2 separate regions of the Macaca mulatta genome follow, and region 2 is linked to region 1. The links are chromatin contacts, called in public Hi-C maps. All regions are on one chromosome and are shown on one strand. The core of a region is the stretch at or near the end of the contact, and the rest is flanking DNA. Distances in the headings are between cores, read along the strand shown.

Region 1 (4,473 bases), core at 1,440-3,939:
GAGGTTTCCTTCCTTTCGCTTTGGAAATTTTGGATTTTTAAAAATTGAACCCAGAAGGCATTCCTGAATTTGATCTCTGAAGGAAATTCAGAAAAAAATGAGTTGAAGCAATGGATCTGGATCCAGTCTGTCTCTCTCACCTCTCACCAAATAAAACTTGCCCACTAAAGAACTGGGCAGCAAAGGAAAGTTTCAGATGCAATTCAATAGGAAGAAAGATCTTGGAAGAAACCTCCTCCAATCTAACCGAGTACATCAATTTTTCCTTAAAGAATGCTCAGGCATCATCTTGATCAGCCAACATAGCTATTGTCACAACTGCTGTTAAATCCTTTGGTAGGATGGGTGGTACATATTTAGTAAAGGGATAGAAAGTGCTGAAAATTGTTTAAAAGAAGTAAATTCTCTTTTTGCTTTTGATGTGAGATTCCTAAATTTGTTGAGTCCCCAGAAAAATGAGAAACTTAAGATGTTAAAATTTTAGTCCAGCTTTCTCAGCACTTTGAGTGCTAATTTATACATTATAACCCTGAAAGAATTCCATTGTTTCTCTCAACTTTACGCTTTAAAAGACTGGACTGTGTCCAAGGGTATACCAAGTGGGTTGTGCTCTACAAAAGTCACATTTTTTGAACTGTCAGTAGAAAGCAGGGAGGCACACAGTCTCAGCTCCACCCAGCTCAGGCCTGACCTCACTGGAGTGGCTGCTTAGGAGGCTGGCCAGAGGCCAGCACACTAGAGGAAAGGGGCCTATCTGATATGCCTGAGAAAAGCTAGGAAGAGCATCACCTAGAAAGCAGGGTGAGACCCAAAAATTGCTTCATGCCCAGTAGACCAAAAAACTGGAAGAACCGATATAAGAAACTCCAAATGGTGGATCAAGGGCCACAGTGAAGAAACTACCCTCTGGCTGTGAAGGAACAAATACACCATTTGCAAGGGATGATTAAACAGAAACTGGATAGGAATCTGTGGGGGCAGGGCCGATTAAGAAACTTCCAATAAGTTATATGAACTCATTCCCACTCCAACCCCTGGCATTATCTTTTGCAATTTGCTGTAACATGTTGGAGGCAAAGATCACTGCCTGGGTGTTTCCATGAGCCTGGCCTCACCTAAAACACACAACATAAAACTTCACTCCTGGAGACTGAAACTCAAGCTTCTGGGGAAAAATACCCGCAACAACAGCAAACCTCTTAACGGGAAAGGCTACCTCCCAAGTAAGGCTGAGGCAGGCTGCCAGGCGCATACTGGCCGATAACGAAAAGCGGTTTCGCCAAGGCCCTACAGATCTAATTATCTGCCCTCACCCGCAATTCAGTCAAGAAACCTCTCCTGAAGACTGGCGGCCAGTCCAGGTGTGACTCACTTCCTCTTGGAAAATGCCCTCTGAGATGGCACAGTTCTCCTTTTCCTTCAGGGAGTGTTCTGTCCAAATCATCCACCGAGAGTATCTGCAACCGGCCACACCCACATGGTCTCACAGCTGAGTCACAGGCCTCAGACCACTAGGAGAATCCTGGAGCCCTTTGTGCTAACCACGCCCTGCAGAAGCTCTCGCAGGGACAGAACCGGGTGGGGGCGGAAGGCGGGGTGGGCTTAATGCATCCCAGAATCTGGCTTAGGGCTCCCCTGTGCTGGCCTGGCTTGGAGCTCTCTGCATTCCACCCCCAGCCAACAAGGCAGAACTCCTGGTTTCACTTAGGTAGAGCTGGACCAAGGCTGGACAGGGCAGCAGTGTCCACGGCTAGGGGCAGCGCCATTCCTTCGGCCAAAGCACAGGTGGTGAACCAAGTACCAATGGCACGTCTGTCTGTCTCACTGCGCCGGGCCAAATTAATCTATGATTGGAAGATCCTTCATCAAGACTGCTCTTCCTCCATCTCTTTCTGGTTCCACTTATTAAGAGAGCAGGGGAACCCTTTCAGCAGAGAAACCACGTCACACAGGGCCCTCTCCCACACATCCCAGCCAAACTGCTTTAGAAAGAAACAAGTGGACCTCCCGCCCTCGGCAGGAAGACCCTTCCCGTCGAGCAGACAACAGGAAGCCCCAACCTGAAACGCCTGTTTGGCCGAGGGACTAAGGGGTACGGAAGGGACGCCCCCAGCTGCCTACTTGTCCTACCCGCGCCCGGTTGGGCCGTCCAGCCGGGACCACGTACGAACGTGCAGACCCGGCCTGCGGGCGGAACCCACCAAGAAACACGCCAGCCAGGGCAGGGGCGTGCAGGAGGGGTTCGGTAACCCGAGAGACGAGTGGGAAAGCAGGAAAGGTGGGAGTAATGCAAGGCAAACATAAAGTGAGGAGGGAAGAGGTTCAGGGGCTCACCACGGTCCCCTCCTAAAGAACAAGTGTCCCCTCCTCTGGTCCGCGTGGGTCTGGGGGTGGCCGCGCCCGGGCCGGGAAGGGGCGCTGCTGGCCTCGTCTGGGTGTGGCCTGGAGCACTAAGCAGTGGATTCCCCACCAGCCGCTCCCCACCCAGCTCCGCGGTGCCCGGGACGCCCCGCGAAGCCGGGTGCGGGGGTTTCCCCGGGCAGCAGGTCCGGGGCTGGGGACTACTCAGGAGGGGCGCGTGGGCCGCGCGGAGCTCACCTTGGCCGAGGCGCGGCGGACGCTGGGCGAGCTGGACGCGGGGCGGCGAGGCGAGCGCGGCTGGCTGTGCGCCTTCCTTAGTACGTGCGGCGGGTGGGGAGAGGGAGGTGGCGCGGGAGCGGGTGGAGCCTGGCGGGCGCTCGGCAGGGCGCTCCCCAGCCCTGTCTCCTCCCCCTCTTCCTGCCCCCTACTCCCCCAACCCCGGGCGCGCGGCCCACGCCCTGCCCTCGCTACCGGACCAGCCTCGCTGAGGCCTCGCCCGCCCCAGACAGAGCGTTCTTGTAAACTTCTCTTCAGTAGGAACGGTCCTGCTCTTGAATATTTCAGGGCATCCCCACCCTGGGCCTGCCCTTCCTCTCGGGTTTGGTTTTAGGAAGTGTAGAAATCAAAGAACCCGGCAGTCCTGCGGGTGGGGCACGCTGGCGCAGAACCAGAGGTAACCGGCTCTGTGGGCACCTACGAGTCTAGGACTTACTTGCTGGATGACCCTGCAGGGAGTTGCACGTGGAGTCCTATCAACCTCAGAGGCACTATCAGATTAGCCCTAGGAGGTCCGTCCGGGGGTCTCGGCGGCCTGCACCCGTGGCGGGGCGGCACCTCCCCAGAAGCCGGGCTCCCGGCCCCGCCGGCCCGCGAGGTGCCGCAGGGAGGGTGCGGTTTGGCTTGTCAGCACCCAGAGCGTCACAAACCCTTTGTTGAACAGGGGATTTACCCCTCTTGTGGCTTCACTTGATCAATAGTTCAGTTTCAGTGTGGCTAATAGTGGTAAAAACTGGCCGGGCGCGGTGGCTCACGCCTGTAATCCCAGCACTTTGGGAGGCCGAGGCGGGCAGATCACCTCAGGTCAGGAGTTCAAGACCAGCCTGGCCAACATGGTGAAACCTTGTCTCTACTGATAAAAAAATTAGCCGAGAGTGGTGGTGCGCGCCACCAGGAGACTGAGGCATGAGAATCGCTTGAACCCGTGAGACAGAGGTTGCAGTGAGCCGAGATCGCACCACCGCACTCCAGCCTGGGCGACAGAGTGAGACTCTGTCTCAAAAAAAAAGTTAAAAACTAAGTTTCCAAGGCATTATGCTGTGGTCCTTAAAAGTCCTTTAGAATAATTTTCTGGAATAAATTAAGAGAAAACCTAAGTGTTTCCTAGGGGATGCTTACCAACTCCTCGCCCCTCCCCCTCACTCCCTTTTATTTTAATTGTGACTTAGGGTTAAATACAAACTACTAGCAGCTGTTGGTGGAAAAGAGCCCAGTGCCAAACTCTGGGGTTTTCCTTTGTTCCCACGGGAGGCCTTGGGAGGAATGAGTGATCCCAAAGGAATGAGCAGACTTGGGGAATCCTCCAAGTGCCACCTCTGACTAATCTTGGCTGTTGCCAGGAAAACCCAACTTGGATTTCAGCTATTACTTTCCCTGCGATCCTGGTGCTGACTATTCAAGGGGACAGCTCTTCGAGATCTTCCTGTATACAGTACTTCACAGTCCCCAGGTCACAGTCACCAGTGGAGGAAATCTTGAATCCCTTTTGTTGCAGGGATTGCAGTGCGACTGGGTTTAGAATGGGAATGCATGGGTTTGCATACCCCTACTCATCTAATTTCTTCATCTGGTCCACAGACCTTAGGAGTGCTTTAGTGTGTGTGGTAGGCCTGGGAATTGAGGGATCTCTTCCTTTGAAGAGTTCCAAGTATTGGGAGTTAGATAAGCAAACAATTAAAATCCAGTGTGCTCAGTGAATGGTAGAGGATACTATGGATACTAGGAGAACACTGAGGAGGGACTTCCAAGTCCTCTTGGAGTGGTCACAGGATAATTTCTGCAGGAAGCAACATTGGGTAGAAATTTGAAAACAACAATAACACTTATTGTAACTTT
Region 2 (4,161 bases), core at 1,455-3,954, 51 kb before region 1:
CGCGCCCGGCTAGTTTTTTGTATTTTTTAGCAGAGACGGGGTTTCACCGTGTTAGCCAGGATGGTCTCGATCTCCTGACCTTGTGATCCGCCCGTCTCGGCCTCCCAAAGTGCTGGGATTACAGGCTTGAGCCACCACGCCCGGCCAGAAACGTCTAATTTAAAAATCCTCTGAGGATGCTTCATTGATCTTATTTGGGGAAAGGAAGAATAGGAATGTTTGAAATTCTCAAAATAATCTTAAAACATAATTAAGGTAAATATTTGATTTAACTAAACACTCTGTCATTTAGTAGGGAATGAGCAAAGTGGCAATAACCAAGTAGCAATTTGGGGGACTTCAGCCCCTTACTCCCACAAAACACGCCACTCCCCAATAAATATTCAATCGAAGTAAAATAATGATTTTTTTGCCATTGCAAATGAGGGGCAAGACAAGTGCCCAAGTGCCACATCTCTTCCCAGACTGTTACCCTAGGTCCTACCTTTTTAGAAATTTCCAAGGGACAATGAGGAGGTTGATGGCGGCCTATACCCCTCTCTCTGAAGGGAGTTGTGAATTAAATCAACAGGAATTAAGTCTCATTCCACAGAGTCATTCATCCCTGCATTAGTGAATTTATTGTAAATTATGTGGGTTTATGGTTTGTTTTTCTGAAGTCCATCTGACTTCCTGTTTTGAACATGATCCAGGTGCTTGGTTGGAACTGTGATCAGAATTACTTTTTTATTTTTATTTTCTAAATTTTTATAAAGATGGGGTTTTGCTATGTTGGCCAGGCTGGTCTTGAACTCCTGGTCTTATGTGATCCTCCCACCTCAGCCTCTCAGAGTGCTGATATTACAGGCGTGAACCACTGTGCCTGGCCCAGAATTACTTTTAAAAGTAATCGTACTTGACTTAGCCCTGTTAAGGCTCCAAAATTCTGGCGAGGCCCCTTTGGCTGTAAATACTTAGAAAAACTGTACATGAGCAAAATAGAGAAGAATTAGATAAACATGGCTTTGTATATAGCAGTGTCTCAGTAAGCAAGCAAACTGATATTCCCTACATACCCTATTTCAGAAGGCAGGCTGAGTGGCGCTCAGGCAGAAATACAGTAAGTTCAACTTAATGGCACGTTTCAATCCAAGATTGAAGTGTGTGGCAATTCGTGCCAGGAACTCTTACAAGCAGTTGGCATGAATTAACTTCTTTGATCCTTGCAGCAGCCCTAAAAGTAGGAAATATTATTGTGCCCCTTTTACAAGTAAGGAAACCAAAGGACGGAGAGGGAAAGTAACTGCCCAGTCACACAGCTAGTAAATGGCAGAGGTGGGGCATGGACCCAGGCAGCCTGCAGGTTGCACTCTGACGATGAGACGAATTTCTGGCAAGCATGTTTTGCTGACCTCTCCAAGGCAGACCTAATGTCGTGACAAAACCTGTTGCACTTGCTTACTGTGGCACGATGCTCTTGTGTTGTGACACAGCATAGCTACAGTGCTTACAGCACAATGCTGTGAGCCCAGAAGAGCTTCATGTAACCCTTAAAGATCCAAATTAGACCTAAGAAAATTGCTAGCCCACAATGACAGCATCCTTACATCACGTCAGCGCTTTAAAAAGTGGTGAAATTTAACACTCGGTTTGCTTTTGAAATCAGGTTCACCCAACCTCCACTCTTAGCTGTGCATTAGATAAATGTAGAAATTGCCTCCTTTTTCATCTTGAGTCTCAAACAACAGCTCTGGACTCAGAGCTAATAGACTTCCCGAGTCCAACCAATTCAAGCAGCCAATGAGGCATCCTGGCAAATAAGGACATTTCTCCAGGGGATGAGGCTGTCCTTGGTGCCCTTGCTCCCCTCTGCCAGCAGGATAGGTTCTGTGAGTTATGCTTCTGGTCATGGTGGTGGGCTTGTGCTGACCTGTCCCCAGTAGACTCCTTTGTGATGAGGGGTGGGACTGATGAGATGCCTGGCCAAAGTGGCAGAATCTGTGACTGTGAAAGATGGTGACACTGCCAGGTGTAAGGAAGGACTTAAGTTGATGGGCACCAAACAGAGAACTTTCTCCATGCCTGTGACTGGAACATGTCCATCTTGGTAGCCAGGTCTCCACTATACAATTCAGAGTTTGCTCCCTTAGCAGTTAACTGTCAAATTAGAAATTTTTTAGTCTTTAAAGCCTCGGTATAATTTAACTATAGTCAGCAGAAACAAACAAGTGAACAAAACCCAACAATAACTTGTGAGGCTCTTCCTTTCCTATAACCCGAGGTCAGACAGTGGTTAAGGGTGTGGGTCCCTGGAAGATGACTGCATGGCTTGAATCCTGGCCCTGTGACTCACCAGATGCATAACCTTAAGCTCTGGGTATCTCAGTTTCTTCATCTTTACAATAGGAATAATGATAATGGAGGACGAAGAGTGCCTCATAGTAAGACCTTAATAATGACCACAATCTCTGTTTCCCGTCATCGTCAGGTAGTGTAATCTGGTAGAGACATATACTAGCTGTGAAGAAGTAATTATGTTATTTTGGCTCTCCCCTTTTTCTCTTTGCTTCTTGCACTGCTGACATCTCTCGGGTGCCAAACAGCCTCTTCCTGTGATTAAAGTTTCCAATTTATAACAAACAGAAACAAACAAAAAGAAAGCGGTAGTACTTACTGTAGCCACGCCCTAAGCGAGGGCAAATGCAGGGCTGTTGCCATGGTGATGCAGAGTCTTGTGTAAAACACTTGGCCTGGGGGCAGTTAATGAGTCATACTCAGGGATGGGTGGGGAAAGGGCAACTGCTTTCAATTAAAAGGGACAGGCCAATAATAGTTGAACTGGGAGACTGCCTTGGTTCCTGCAGTACATCAGAGACACCTTGGGGCTGAGGGTTTGATTATACACTTGGTTCATTTGTTGTGTGGACATTTTCTATTTCCTTCCTCTGGGTAGAGGGAGCGATACAGTAGATTCCCTTTTGCTCTTCCACTTACCTAAAATACTTCCAACTTAGTTCTGAAAAAATAAGTTCTGTTTTCTTGTGAAGTCTTGATACAACTAAAGCTAGTGAAAGGATTTTTGTGACTTTCTTCCATCCCCTGTGTCTTTGCATATATTCATTGTCCATAAGTAAGGCATCTGAAACCTATTATTCAGCATTTTCCTAAACTTTTCAGCTGGAAGTGTTTAAACAACTATAGGCAACGTAATTCAGGATGGAGGATCTATACCTTACATGACTTCTCTGAAATTTAGTGCTGGTTGAAATCAGTAAACCTGCCTCAAGCACGCTGAGAAGTGGTTACATGTTGCCTCCTGATAGGGTGTGTCATACACCTCAAGTGGTTAGTTATGATTAATATTGCTCAATTCTCATTGACTACTCATAGCATATTGGGCAGGAGCAGAGTGTGGACATACCCTCTAGGAAATGACATGCTAATAAATGTCACTCAATCACTTAACTAGGTCTTACTGAGCTGTTGCCATGAGAAAGGCACCGTGCTAGGATGTAATCAGAAAATATAAACATAGTAAAACACAGCTCTTTCCCACTGAGAGCTTATAATCTTAGGTGAGAAGGAAGAGAAAAAACGTAGGAAAAAATAACTAGCAATAATATGATGCACATGGTAATATTAAATGAATAGTACCAGAAACGTGTGTAGAGGAGGGAGAAATTACCATGGGCTGTGGCAGTCAAGGAAGGTGAGATTTGACATGAATTTTGAAGTATGGGTAGAAAAGAGAGTGAGGGCATTCAGGAAAGGAGAAAAGAGCAATAGCACCGAGACTAGGCCTCATCCCTGGAACATGGTCCATGTAAGGATGTGAGGACCAGTCAAGGGAGGGCCAGAAACTGGGGACGAGACAAGTCATTTGAGTGGAGTGCTATTAGCATATCATGGAGGATCATTAGTACAGCGGGTAGTACTTGTGAAGCCAAACAAAACCAGAGGAACTATGTGGAATCCAAAGGAGGCTATTCAAAAACTTGCAAGTTATGGGCCTGCCAAGGAAGGAAAAAGTGAAAAGAGTAGCGATTTCAGTCAACCCAAGTCATACAATCAAGTGCAGAAATTAACAACATAATTTTATAAGGTGTGAAGGATCTGATGAATTGGCATGGTGACATTACGGTGACTCAAGAGCCAAATGAAAGCTCTGTTGAATCAGAAAAA

What was found. A called contact is a pair of places that touch in the nucleus more often than the background predicts.
Region 2: a Hi-C map of CD4 T cells shows a contact between it and region 1, with 2.4 times the contacts expected there. The contact joins the enhancer-like site here to the promoter of S100A10 in region 1. A contact is called at or near these places in 7 of 14 Hi-C or Micro-C datasets (CD4 T cells, cortical neurons, fetal cortex germinal zone and 4 more).

What each region holds. Positions count from the first base shown.
Region 1 is chr1:115,060,085-115,064,557 of T2T-MMU8v2.0, reverse strand. It overlaps S100A10 (S100 calcium binding protein A10), which reads right to left and starts at 2,689. Exons shown (of 3, transcript NM_001278418.1): 1 at 2,599-2,689.
Region 2 is chr1:115,111,199-115,115,359 of T2T-MMU8v2.0, reverse strand. No RefSeq gene overlaps it. Among named protein-coding and RNA genes, the nearest start is that of THEM4, 37 kb to the left of the region's middle. Within about 2 kb of position 2,704, at least 20 of the 40 cell types and tissues checked have an H3K27ac peak or open chromatin away from gene starts, as enhancers often do. A contact at or near this core is called in CD4 T cells, where this site is marked.